2 separate regions of the Rattus norvegicus genome follow, and region 2 is linked to region 1. A link is a contact called in public Hi-C data. All regions are on one chromosome and are shown on one strand. The core of a region is the stretch at or near the end of the contact, and the rest is flanking DNA. Distances in the headings are between cores, read along the strand shown. Region 1 holds the start of Dars1 (aspartyl-tRNA synthetase 1). Region 2 holds the start of Cxcr4 (C-X-C motif chemokine receptor 4).

What was found. A called contact is a pair of places that touch in the nucleus more often than the background predicts.
Region 2: a Hi-C map of kidney shows a contact between it and region 1, with 2.3 times the contacts expected there. The contact joins the promoter of Cxcr4 here to the promoter of Dars1 in region 1. A contact is called at or near these places in 5 of 12 Hi-C or Micro-C datasets (Schwann cells, hepatocytes, kidney and 2 more) and 1 of 1 datasets of contacts at active chromatin or transcription factors (oligodendrocytes).

Annotation. Positions count from the first base shown.
Region 1 is chr13:42,463,053-42,469,733 of GRCr8, forward strand. Dars1 (aspartyl-tRNA synthetase 1) reads right to left here and starts at 2,415. Exons shown (of 16, transcript NM_053799.3): 1 at 2,225-2,415; 2 at 349-406. The coding sequence starts at 2,290.
Region 2 is chr13:42,630,620-42,637,385 of GRCr8, forward strand. It overlaps Cxcr4 (C-X-C motif chemokine receptor 4), which reads right to left and starts at 3,669. Exons shown (of 2, transcript NM_022205.3): 1 at 3,589-3,669; 2 at 1-1,391. The coding sequence starts at 3,594. The coding sequence ends at 348.

The DNA of each region.
Region 1 (6,681 bases), core at 1,165-3,664:
AAAAGTAGATCTGGTTGGAGTGGTGGGGCATGCTGGTTAAATTAGCACTCAGAGGTATACAGGGCAAGTTCAGAAACTATAGGTCATTCTCAGCCACAGAGAGTTTAGGACCAACCTGGGTAATTATAATTTACAAGACTGTGTCTCCAAAAAGAAAAATTCTTTTCCAGATTAAGACCCGCTGGCTAAAAATGTTTTCAGAGTGTAAAGAATGAATGTCATTTAAACTTTTAAATGTCATCAATGAATGACATTTAAACTTTTCAAAGTTATTCCTTTGTAGTTATACTTTTAGTCAATCCTATTTTAAACTTCATGTTGTCCTAGAATTAAAAAGAAAATACTAACCTGGTTTTTCTTGTGATTGTATCATAGAGGATACCCCATATCTCTCTTTAGCATAATCCTAGAAAAAAAAAGATTTTTTGTAATATGACTTTTAATTTAAATACATAAATAAAAGCACCTAGAACTACAAATTTGTATTAATTTCCAAAAATATATTAAACTCAGCCATTTTAAAATATGTAAATGTATTCACTTATGTATGCGCTTACTGCAAACAGAAAAGCACCCAGTTTATGGTTATATATTTATTATATATACATATATGCATAGATGTATCATGCATAATAGTACTCCCAGGTATAATTTACACATGCATAAAATGCATCTTAACTACCTTATTCCAAAGGGAGATTAATCTACTTCAAAGAAGATATAAATTTCCCCAGTGAAGGGAGTAAGATGAAGTCCTACAGTTTTATTAACTTCCTATTACAGGAAGAGATGTTCAAAGAGAACCAATGCTTTGGGTAAGGTTTCTGAGCACCAGATGTTCAGTTCTTAGAAATTGGAGCTGCTTGATACACGCTGACTACAACTTTCCTTTTGTAAAACATGATCAGAAAATTCACCTGCTTCCTATTTCTAGAACCCAGCCTCATAATAACAGATTACATGAGTTAGAGAATGGCAATATTATCAAATTTCACGTAGTAAGTTAGGAACGGCAGCTGAAGTGCAGGCTATGAACTACACTTATTAGTTAGGCAGTCTTTCATTTTATCTTTCTTTACCTCGACAGTGATCTTAAGTCCCTTCCATGTATTTACAGAACTCTATTATGTCTACCGTATACTGTACCTTATACCTATTCTACTTACAAGGATGTGTTGATAATTTATACGACTAGACATACCAACACACAAAAATAATTTCTTAGGTTTTTGCAAGGTAGTTTTGAAAGACGTATGGAACAGTTTCTGTCTTTCTACATTCTCTTATCGAAATTCTCTCTTCAATACGAGAAACTTTTTCAAGCACGCCGAAATAAAACATGTTACGGGGCTTTTACCAAGCAATCACTTCTGAATATTAATAAAATACTTTTGCATAGAGTAAAGGGGCCACAGTAGAAAGACAGTCACATAGTGACATGTGCCACAAATAGGTGTGAACCAAAAGGGGGAAAAAAAGAAAAAAGTGTTACCGTTTCTATTTAGTAATTCACACTTCGGCAGAACTAAATATTAACTTATTATTCTGAGTTATGCTACAGTTACCAAATGCTGAGTTCTTCCATCAAAAACTTAGGGGCCAGGCACAGAATAAGGCCTAAGTATTACTACCTAATTTGGAGGATTTCAAACTTTGACTTCTGGAAAGTGCTAAAGGGATCACTGAGGGTTATCTCTGGGAACTACATTACCTACCCCACAGGGTCACTGAGAAAGGAAACCGAGATAACACGTGTTCGCAGCTGTCACAAGGAAAAGTCATTAAATACACGGGCAGCCAGTGTTGCAAAGGGTTGTCATTACTTGCCAGAACATTATGAGGGTTAAGAGGATATCGACTAGTGCTTTATCAAAAATTTCCGGGGACTGGGGTGGTGTGTTACGTGCAAGACGTGCTAACCTAGAAAGGCTCGTGTGACCCTAGCTGCAGCTACTTCCGGGTCAGTGAGCGCCACACGTTTCCCCGATCCCTCTACCCTCCCGGGAGCGCGTTTCTTCTAGGCCACGGTTCCAAGAGTAGCAGTCCCAAGTAGTTCGGGCCGCGCGCCCACACATGGCCCTGAGATCCTTGGGAGTATTGGCTTGCGGCGACACCTCACGCCGTGGCCTGCGCAAAGTGCCGACAGGAGCTCCCGAAGCAGCGCCCCGATCGCCCCACTCCCTCCCTCAGCGCGCTCCCCGACCCGGGGAAGGAGGAAACCCACTTCCGCCGCGTCCACGATCTCCCGCGGCTTCTCCTGACCCTTACGGCTGGCGTTGGCGCTGGGCATCAGGACACTGGATTGGGGGAGTGGATACCACCCTCCCTCGCAGGCTTCCGTAGGACAGGCTAAAAAACGTCTCCCTCCCGCAGGCTGGCCCTCCCAGTCCTTGTTTTAAGCCCCCAGACTCCGCGTGGAACCTCGGCTAGAAATATCGCGAGAGCTGCAGTCGAGCTCTCGCGCGCTGTCGCCAGCCCCTCCCTCTGCCCCGCCCACGGGAGCAATGGGAGTTTCCCAGAAGTGGGTGTGGTCTCGTGGGGTGGGCTCCGAGGTACCTTTCCTGTGGAGCCTCTTGACCTACCTACCTGCCCGGTTGCTCTAACTTCATTCCCGTTAATTGTCTTCCCCAAGTTCCCAAAGTCCCTCTTTTTTTTTTTTCTTTTTTAAGCTTAATTTTAATTAATTTAAAGATAGGGTCTGTATAGCACTGTCTGGTCCGGAACTCCCAAGTATCCTCCTGCCTCTGCTCCCTGAGAGCTGGGAATAAGAGTGTGAAATAGCACGAGCTTGCTTATTTGTTTGTTTGTTTGTTTAGAGACGGGGGTGGTGGTGGTGGTGGGTATCACTGTTTCACCCTCCCTTACAAACAACTTGTCAAAACATCCTGCAAGCAGGATGAAATCCCAGGCCGGGATTTCTGCTTTTGGAATGAATGACTTCACTGACCTTTGGGCCAGAGGAAGCCTCTGGGCAACCTGCTCCTCTCTGTGGGAACGCAGGATGCTGTGTTATAGGTAGGTAGGTTCCAGATGGAGTACTCTTGTAAAAAGAATTAACCTACGGGTTTTCCTTTGGCAATGCAAAATGTTGGTTGGGTGCGTCTTCGCTAAATTAGACTTTTAAAAAATGCTGTTGGTTTTGTTGAATGTAGACTTTGGTAATGCAGGACTGCAATTACAGCACTCAGGAAGCAGGGGTACAAGAGTGAGGCCAGCTTTGTTTGCATACATACTTCTTACTCTGCTGGACATCAGGTTTTAGCTGTCTTTGTCACAGTTCGGCCATCTGAAGTGTCTTTACTTGGCATTAAATGTCATGGTCAATACTCGTTAACAGGCTATAAGTGGACTCCCCTCCACAGCCCCACCTCATCCCCTCAAATGAAAGATCTCCAAGAACAACTTTACTTAGGTCTTGGCTATGGAGAATGTAATTTACTGTGTAATTATATGGGAAAATATGGTCCAAGTAACTGACCGATGATTGATTATAAATACCTGCTTTGTGCTAAGCACTATATAAGCCATTGGCAATAAAATGATTACTGATGGTTCATGTTCCTAACTCTGTCTGGGAACCCGAGCTGACCTTCTGTCTTGATGCAGGCTGACTCCCTAGAAGAGACACATTTTAATAGTCTACTCCCGTTTGCTCAAAACCGAAGAATGTACTCATTCCTTAGGGAATGATATTGAATACTTACGGTCAGTAACACATTCCATTATACTCAAGGGATTCCAATGAAGAAAGCATCTGTGAACTTGCTTTTTTTTTTTTTAAAAGAAGTATTTATTCTCTTAGGCTTAGTACTAATGTATGTGAACTGATCGACAAAAGTCAACATGTAAATTCTGTTGTCATTTGGTAGGGTGAGATTGTTATATTTCAGTGTGTCCACAAGACTACTTTCTTTTTTTTTTTTTTTTTTTTTTTTTGTTCTTTTTTTTTTCCGGAGCTGGGGACCGAACCCAGGGCCTTGCGCTTCCTAGGCAAGCGCTCTACCACTGAGCTAAATCCCCAGCCCCCACAAGACTACTTCCTGTGTCTTGTTTTCCTGCATCCTTCTTACTGTGGCCCCTTTGCTTTGATAAGACATTTTTTATTTAGATTGTACCTTTGGAGTAGTGATATAAAAATGTGTATGAAATATAAACTATGACTTTCTCTATCAGATACTGTAAACTTGTGTTTAGGATCAGGAATTCAAATCTTTTTATCTCCCCTTCTTTGCAAGACTTAGGAAAATGTTGCAGTCCTCCCCACCCAGTAATACCTTTGTTTACACAAAGGCACCATGCTCTAGTCTAGGAATTCGATGGCCTGGAACAGTGACCCTTTTTCCTTTAAGCAGTGACTCCCTTCCTCCTTTTTCCATTTCCTGTGCACTGTTCTTTTCAGACTAACCAACCTAATAAGATTGTGAGGTCAGACCCCAGTCAATGGGGGAAAAGACACAGTTGAGTTAAAATAAAAACCAAATGTACTTCCTGCGTTGGGATGATTGCTCTTCAGAGCACATCCTCTTGATCAAGGGTCAAGTTTACCTCGTCCAGATACTTCAGTTGGCATGGTGGTTTCTTTGTTTGTGACCCTGAACTTAGTTCTAACAATACGTGCTCTTGTTTTCTCGGCTAACAGAAGAAAAGCATTTGCTACATCAATGGCCACACGCTATACTCCTGAGGTCTCCCAAGTGTCAGTTGTTGGGGTTTCTCAGCGGAAGAGTACCTTGGCAGATCAGGGGCAAGGAGTGCCATAAAGTCACAACCTCACTCGGGATTTACCGGGGGTTGGGGGGGTACAGAGATTGTCTTTGAGCAAGGATGGAGGAGAAAGAGAGCAGGTCGAGAAGACACAGGCTTTATGAAGGGGTGTAGTGCATGTGTGCAGGGAGACTGTGCCACCCATGATGACTGTAGGAATGAGTTGCATTTGGTGGCTGTTGAGATGACATGACTGCCGGCCCGGAGTTACTGAAGGCATGCAGGGGTAGCGAAGACCTGGCTCTGGAACGCAGACAGTTCTTGGTTTTCTAACATTCCTCTCTCTCATTTATTATAAAAGGTGAGAAAATAGGAAGGGGTGACAGGTGAGGTAGAAATGGGGACACCGTGTTCTTTCGATTGCTTCCTGTTTTCTGGAATGGCAACATCTTTGGAGCACTGTTGATCCCCACCATCAAGACACATTCAGTAGTCATAAATCTCTGGCTCTTTGGTTAGGGGTTGGCGTTCCTGTAAAGGATTACTGAGATTTTGAATCTGTCGTTGGAGAAAGTAAAGGTTGAGAAAGGAGGGTACAGTTAGTAAAAGCAGGAAAACAAGAAGGGGGAGGGTCAGGAAGGGCAGTGTTCACTTCCATATGGGGCCCTCAAAGGCCCAGGGGCTGGAGGTTTTCAGAGGTCTGTTTGAAGTTGTTGGGTTTTTTTTTTTTTTACAATACTGGATTGACTGACGTAGAAGCAGTATACCTCTTGGAGGTATAGGCAAAGGCCACTTTTTCAGCTGTACAAAATCTACTTCCTGTCCATTTTGGAGCACGATTGCTGCCCAGGAGTCAAGTTGTCCTTGTATGGTTTGGGCCAGTTGTTGGAGGCCTTGGATGAACTGGGAACATAACTGAAGATACTTGCCAGCAGGGTCAGGATTTGAATGGGCCTTTTATTATGTTGGGCAGCCATTGAGTCCACAACCAGAATCAGCACACGCTCTTCTTCATGTGTCATCCCCAACTTGAGGAAGAGAAATACTAGTGTGCAAACTCCTAACCAACCGGCAGGTAGGTGATGTTTACACCTGAATACTGTGAAGAATCAAAGCATTGTGGGTAGTAGGGCACTGGGGCTGAGGTGAGGTGTCAAGCGTTAGAGTTGATTGCCATCTAAGAAATTTAATGCCCCTACACAAGTCTACAGTCTCCTACTGCTCTGTGTGCCTCAGAGCAGTTTGCCATGCCAAAGAGGATGATAGGAAAAATGGAAAAGGTAAGGAGTTGTGGCAACACTGGACTCAGGGCAGTTGGTGAATGGCGACATAAGATTGTTTGACGAGGTTACAGGAGAGGCTCTAAGTAAGCAGTTGTGAGCTAGTCCCAGGAGGAACACACAGCCAGCAATCCCCAGGGTGGCCAAGTTGGGTGACATTAAGAAGCTGGTAGGTCTGTTGAGGTCAGAATCTGAAGCAGGAGTCAAAAGGACAGGTTTGTATTATTTAGGAGAAGGGATGTTAAGAGGTTACAACTTTGGAGGAATGTTGACTCACCTCCAGTGTTTCTCCTAGTTCCAAGGGTTGAGTAACCAGAATGTATTTTTCTCGCCTGGTGATGGGGAAGTTAAAGAAACAGTAGAGTTTACTGGTAACACACCCACTTATCGCCTGGGATTCCATGGATCTCTGAGGTAGAGGCAAACAGCCCCATTTCATAGATAGAGGTAGGAGTCAGAGTTAGGTGCACATGCTGCACTTGGTATTGGCAAGATTGGTAAGGGCAGCCTCCATATATACCTGGCTACTCTTTACAATGGCCTTCCGTCTGGCATAGAGGAAGTAGGTGAAAAGGTCATGAAATGAAGGAGGAAGGTTGGACATAGGGGTGAGGGGAATTTTACTTGGCTTCTGACAGCCCGCTTGGAATAATTCCCAACTTTATTTGGAAGGACTGAATTGTAGAAGTGAGGGTTT
Region 2 (6,766 bases), core at 2,419-4,918, 170 kb after region 1:
TTATCCGATTTACCACACATTCTGGAGCGTTCAGTTCCTTCCTCTACAGCTCTACAGTCCTACACACAGACACACAGCGACTAAGAACTTGGCCACAGGTCCTGCCTAGACACTCATTCACGTGAAACAGACAAACAACAGAAAAAAACCAATATTTATATAAATTAAGTCAAACCTCACACACACACACACACACAAAAACTAGAGAAACATAAACTCCAACAGTCAATAAAAAAAACTGTACAAGATTGGTCAGTCTTTTATATCTGGGAAATGTGTAACATAAAAAAAGTTCTTTGTCATATATATATATATATATATATATTATATATGTCTTTGCGTAAGTGTTAGCTGGAGTGAAAACTTGAGGATTCTGACTCTGTGGAGACGGAAGAGTGTCCACCCCGTTTCCCTTTGGAAAGGATCTTGAGGCTGGAGCCTCTGCTCATGGAATTGAGTGCATGCTGCGCGGAGCTCTTGAATTTGGCCCCGAGGAAGGCGTAGAGGATGGGGTTCAGGCAACAGTGGAAGAAGGCGAGGGCCTCCGTGATGGAGATCCACTTGTGCACGACGCTCTCGAACTCACATCCTTGCTTGATGACCTCCAAAAGGATGAAGGAATCGATGCTGATCCCCACGTAATACGGTAGCCAGCAGGCAAAGAAAGCCAGGATAAGGATGACCGTAGTCTTGAGGGCCTTGCGCTTCTGGTGGCCCTTGGAGTGTGACAGCTTGGAGATGATGATGCAGTAACAGGACAGGATGACGATGCCCGGCAGGATGAGACCCACCATGATGTGCTGGAACTGGAACACCACCATCCACAGGCTGTCGGGGTAAAGGCGGTCACAGATGTACCTGCCGTCCCCCTGGCTGACATCGGCGAAGATGATGTCAGGGATAGTCAGGAGGAGGGCGGGGATCCAGACACCCACATAGACGGCCTTTTCAGCCAGCAGCTTCCTCGGCCTCTGGCTGTTGGTGGCGTGGACAATGGCAAGGTAGCGGTCCAGGCTGATGAAGGCCAGGATGAGAACACTGCTGTAAAGGTTGACGGTGTAGATGATATGCACAGCCTTACATAAAAATTTCCCAAAGTACCAGTCAGCCATGGCGTCCACTGCCCAGAAGGGGAGTGTGATGACAAAGAGGAGGTCAGCCACGGACAGGTGCAGCCGGTACTTGTCTGTCATGCTCCTCAGCTTCTTCTGGTAACCCATGACCAGGATTACCAACCCATTGCCCACTATGCCAGTCAAGAAGATGATAAAATAGATGGTGGGCAGGAAGATCCTGTTGAAGTTTTCGTTTTCATCCCGGAAGCAGGGTTCCTTGTTGGAGTCATAGTCTCCAGACCCTACTTCTTCGGAGTAGTTATCCGAAGTGTATATCTGCAAAAGAAACAGGGACAGGCGCGTTACTCCAAGATCGACAAACCTTTCCCAAGTTTTAAGTGTTTCTGCTGCCTAAAACTAGTATTGATTGCAGGTTTTAACCCAACCTTTCCCAGGAAACTCCAAAGGGCTGGCTAAGGTCCAGGGAGAATGCAGAACCCTGCAGCCAATGCTGTTCTCCATCTTCCTCCGGTCGGTCACTTTGTTATATCCCCGTCTTTAGTGGAACCAATTAGGAGAGTCTTTGCTTAGAACAAAAGGACCTTGAGATTCTAAGGACTTCACACCCTAGTCTTGGATAGCTCTCCTGCCCTGCCCAAGGGAGGAAAGAAGAAAAAAAAAAAAACCCCGGAGGAAAAAAAGTAAAGCCCCAACCCCCCCAACCATAAACAAACACCCAAACAAAAACCCACGAGCAAACAAACAAAACAAACAAATCCTCCATTCACACAAAGAAGTCACTCTCAAAGCGGTGTGCGGTGGGAGCCAGGGGCGTGGAGCTATAGTCTGTGTTAAAGGAGGTGGGATTAAATTTCTGCATGAGGATTAGCCAAAGAAAGAAAGAAAAACGGAGCATGACCGTGGGGGGCGGGGGTCCCTCAAATACTCTTAGCTTTTTAGGCGCAAAACCTTGTTTTTTTCTCACGCCTGTCTAACACAAACCATTACATTTCAAGTCATACTTAGTGAAGAAAGCAGGATAATGCGAAGGTCTTTGGGGGTTTAGGGTCATCAGAGTGTTAGAGATGAGCAAACAGCACTCTCCTACTACATCCCACACCCGGCGCTTCTCTGGAAGGTGGGTCTCTCTTGCTAACCCCATGTTTATCACTGGGTGTATCTGGGACGTTAGAGTCACACTGTCCTGGGTGGGGAAAGTCACGGGGTCTGCACCCCGTGGTTTTTCGCCCCAAGTTTCACTTCCTCACTTTTCCGGTCGCTTCCCATCCTGCAGCGACCCAGTTAGCTACTGGGGTCCGAGGTAGACAGCTGGAGGGGTCCAGACCATGCGCACCCTGAAGTCCGAATCACCCACCTCGGGGCTGGCACCGTCGCCCACCACACCCAGGCCTGCGACCAACCCGCAGCGGTTCCAGGGGTTCCTCCTGGCTGCGCGCCAGGATCGTCCCTCCGGGTGCGAGCGACAGATTGGGCGGCTCCAGCGTGAGCGCCTTTGAATTGCGCGCCGCTGGAGGAAACGAAAAAAAAAAATCACCAAACAACAAAACCCTCCCTAAGCGAGGGGGTTTCAAAAGGCTCAGGAAACCACCGACGGTTAAACACTGGGGCTCAGTCAAACTGTCTCCAAGTTTGCACCTGTTCATCCCTGCGGCGACCCGGCACAACCCAGGTGCGGTCCCAACACGCCCTCCTGTCCCCAACCGCGGTCAAGCCTGGCACACCTCCTGCCCAGCAGCTTCTCGGTACAGACTTAGGACCCTTTCTCATGAACGATCTTAAAGGGAACTAAGACCTCGGGAGGCTCGTATGCCACTGCGGAGAAGAGGCGGGTCAGACTCCAGCAAAGCGCTCAAAGCGCTGCTACTCCATCCCAAAGCGGCCACGATCGGTCACCTCTCCACGGCTGCCGCAGTTTGTGATCCCCTAGGCTAGCGATGCTGCAGGCTAGCTCAGTTTTCCCGCCGACAACGGGCACTCCTCAGTCTACAGCATGGAATTTCAGAAGCGCACTCCTAACTCCAAGAACAGCTCCAAGACGCTTCGGTTCGAAGCTAACCCAGGATGTTGTGCCTACGCGTGCCGACTAAAGTCTCTAAATTCACACAATGTAAGAAACTCAAAGAAACCCCTGTTCCCAGAGGGACCAGACGATGGTCTGAGTCCTGAGGCTGAGGGCAAACCCTTCTCCTCCTGTGTTCAAAAAGAATTGGGACGTTTGCAAGCAGCGTGCAAGCCAGCGCGCGCCGCGGGACTCAAGGGGGAGAGAGACAAGAGCAACCTCAGGAAAGCTCCATCTGAACCTGTCCCCCTTAACTTAATGAGAAAAATATTCCTATCTTCCTCCCCCTATAGCTATGCTCACATACATTAAAAAAATTAAGTTCCCGCTCCCCTTCTTTGTGACTCTGACACCCCTTAAGGTTCTAGTCGCTCCAAGCCGCTCCAAGAGGGGCTGCGCTCTAAGTTCGCACGTTTGCACGTTTACTACAAAGTAGGATGCAAGTGGACTTACTTCCATGGCAATGCTCGCTCTCCAGCCCTGGTAGCTACCGGAGCACCAAACGCCTCAGAGGGTCACTGCTACCTGCTGCACCAGGCAACAAAATTGAAGTTTCTGGCCCGAACCGGACTTTTATAAAAACACGCTCGCGGGGCGGCGCATGCGCAGCTCGGAGGGGCGGGAGGAGACTGACGGGGGCGGGGCGCACAAACAGAAGTCGGAGAGCGGCTTCTGTTGTGTTTTAAGTCAGTGTGGGTCTAGAGCCTGGCGGGATAAGATCTCAAAGTTAGGGAAAGCAGGATCCCAGCCAGGGAGGTTCTGCGGGTCTCGCATCCATCCTTACCCACGTGGATAGAATTCTAGACCTGGAGTTTAGGGGTCTGGAGGCCTTGAGACTTAGACTGGGGAGGGGGTGTGTGTGACATGGAGCCAGCCTAACCAGTAGGCGGCAATGTTGGCAGCTCTGCCAGGGTTCCAGACTCTGAGCTGTCAGGAGCGATTACTACCAAAGTTCATCCAAGCAAGTGTGTGTTACTGCATATTCACAATAATGACATCAGGGTCAAGTGCGGCAGAAAGCACTTGCAGACCCATCCAAAAGTATACTCCCAGGAAGAAAGTCACAATAGTGGAAACCACTTCGTGAAGAGGTGTGTGTGTGTGTGTGTGTGTGTGTGTGTGTGTTTGTGTGTGTGTGTGTAAAATGATTAAAATGCGCTTTATTATAAAGAAGATTTTAGCGGCGAGGGCTTTGTGCAATCACATCCTAAGAAGTCTGCACAGAAACACTGGTTCATTTTCACTTCATAAGCACACAGGGATGCATCTGGTTAACAGATAATTACAGAGTCCCAGCTTTGGGCCACGAGCCGTTCTAGGAGCTGGCAAGCTAGCCGCGATCCATGCGCAGTCAGTGGGCGCTCCACGAGCTCCAAGAGACTAAATGGAGCAGCCTGGGACTGCGAGCCTAGCCTGAGCCCAAAGCTTTCGCTTCACGCCTCTCTCGTGTCTCCCACGCAGAACACTAAGATGGGAAGTCTTAGCGAAGAGCTAGTTAGGCCGGGTTGGGGGCGTGGATGGCTAGGAAGTCTCAGACAGGCTGGGGTTGCAGTGGGCGCCCAGACATCTTCCCAGACCCGCGCCAGATCAGACCGGCGCCGAGCCTGGGTAAGGCGGGGAGGGAAAAAAGGTGGGGCCAGAATCAGTCAGACCTCCAGCCAGTGACCGCGGGATCCAATGCCGGGGGCATTGGGGGTGGTAAAGAGACATCCGGCAGCAGGAGCCTGTGTTGCTATGCAACCCAGATACCGCCCCCACTCCCTCCTGGAATGGTCCTAAGGATGGGCAGGCCCAGACTGCGCCCTGAACTCCCTATCTGCCTCACTTCTCATTCGCTTCTTTCGGTTTGAGGCAGGTTTTTTTTTTTTTTTTTTTTTTTTTTTGTAGTACAGGCTGGCCTCTGCCTCAGTACATAAAGATGACCATGAACTTCTGATGATCCCGTTTGTCACCTGCCTAGTGCTGGGATTACAGTTGTGTGCCACCACGCCCAGTTTTCCTGCTGACATGGCTTGAACCCAAGCTTTGTGTAGGCTAGGCAAGCAGTCTACTAACTGAACTACAGTACATTTGCACCCGCTTTTTTATCTAATGAAGGTTTTAGGGTAGAGGGGCTGGGGAGTTGGTTCGCAGCCTGGGAATTCTTTCCCCACAGGTTATACGAGATGTAGGGCATGGGCACATTCCCTCAAAGTGTGCCTGTCAAAATCCTCTTCTGCCTTGCACTTTATGTGATCCAGGAAAGCTAGTGTTGAAATGAGGATGTACGACCCTCAAAAACTGTTACGTTAAGAGCCAAGAATGTCCACAGCACTTTTACACTTGATCTTAGCCAAAAGGCCGAGAAGCGATAGCACTTTTAATTATATCAAATCATTGATAAAATTTAGGCTCATATTTCCATAAACTAGTTAGGACAGACAGAAGAGTCGTTGGACTGGAACGTCAGACCTGTTAAAGGGAGTGCTGGTGTTCAGGTAGCTTGACTGAAGCAGGATTGTGAGCTGTGTCCCTCGAACAGAAGCTCCAAACTCCTGCATTCCCAAAGGCTAAAACGGGAGAAGGGGAATCTTCCAAACCTGTCCCTGAACGACAGAGAGTACAATCGGAATGAAATGATTTGCATAATTAATATTTGTTGATTGTTGGCGGACAAAAGAAAGCTTCCTTCCATGGTCTGCACATGCCTTTTTAGCTTCTGTGAAGTCTATTTGCTGGAAGAAGCAGATAAAACGACAATGAAATGCTATTTGGTGACTATAGAATTAGAAGAAAAAAAAGAGGGGATTTTTTTTCCCTTCAAAGATAATATTTGGCTTTTGGATTGGAAGAGACCAGCTGTCCCTCAATTGTCACTGGCAGGAGTGTGTGTGTGTGTGTGTGTGTGTGTGTGTGTGTGTGTGTGTGTTTAGAGAAATAGAGACAGAGAAACAGACAGAGAAACAGAGACAGAGACAGAGAGACAGAGAGCACGCGTGTATGTTTGAGTAGCTTCAGAGAAAAGTATCTTGTATGCAGCCAGAACCTTTTGAGATTAGTATTTCCACCTTTCATGACGTAGCCCCAGGAAATTGCAGTTATCTACAAAGCTCTTCATGGGGATATTGTTAACAATAACACAATGGTGTCAGTCACAGAATAGTTAATAAGAGCCGAGTAGCCCTCAGTGTCCACCATGAGCAGACTAGTCGAGATGGTTTAGTATGTCTGTGAATGAAATGAATATGGAGGTTGTAAATGTTTGTGAAGAATTATTAAAAGTGTAGGGAAATACTTATGAAAAAAAAACTGCACAGGGTGAGAACGAAATGGTGTTAGTCTATGATCTCAGTTGTGCCTAGATAAGCCTTAGAGGACTAGCGGTATAGTAGGGTGTTTGCTTGCCTAGCATGCTGGAAGCTCTTACATCACTCCGCTGGCCGGCTGTGGGCCATGGGCTTCATGTATCCCAGTCTGGCTTCAAACTACTGTAGAGCTGAGTTCAACTTTGAATCTCTGGTCCTCCTGTCTCCAGCTAGAACTACAGGTATGCGACACCATGCCCAGTTTATATGGTGCTAGAATTGAACTCAGGGTTATGTACACGTGAGACGGGCGGTCTACCTATTCAGTTGCGGCCCCAGCTTTGTGA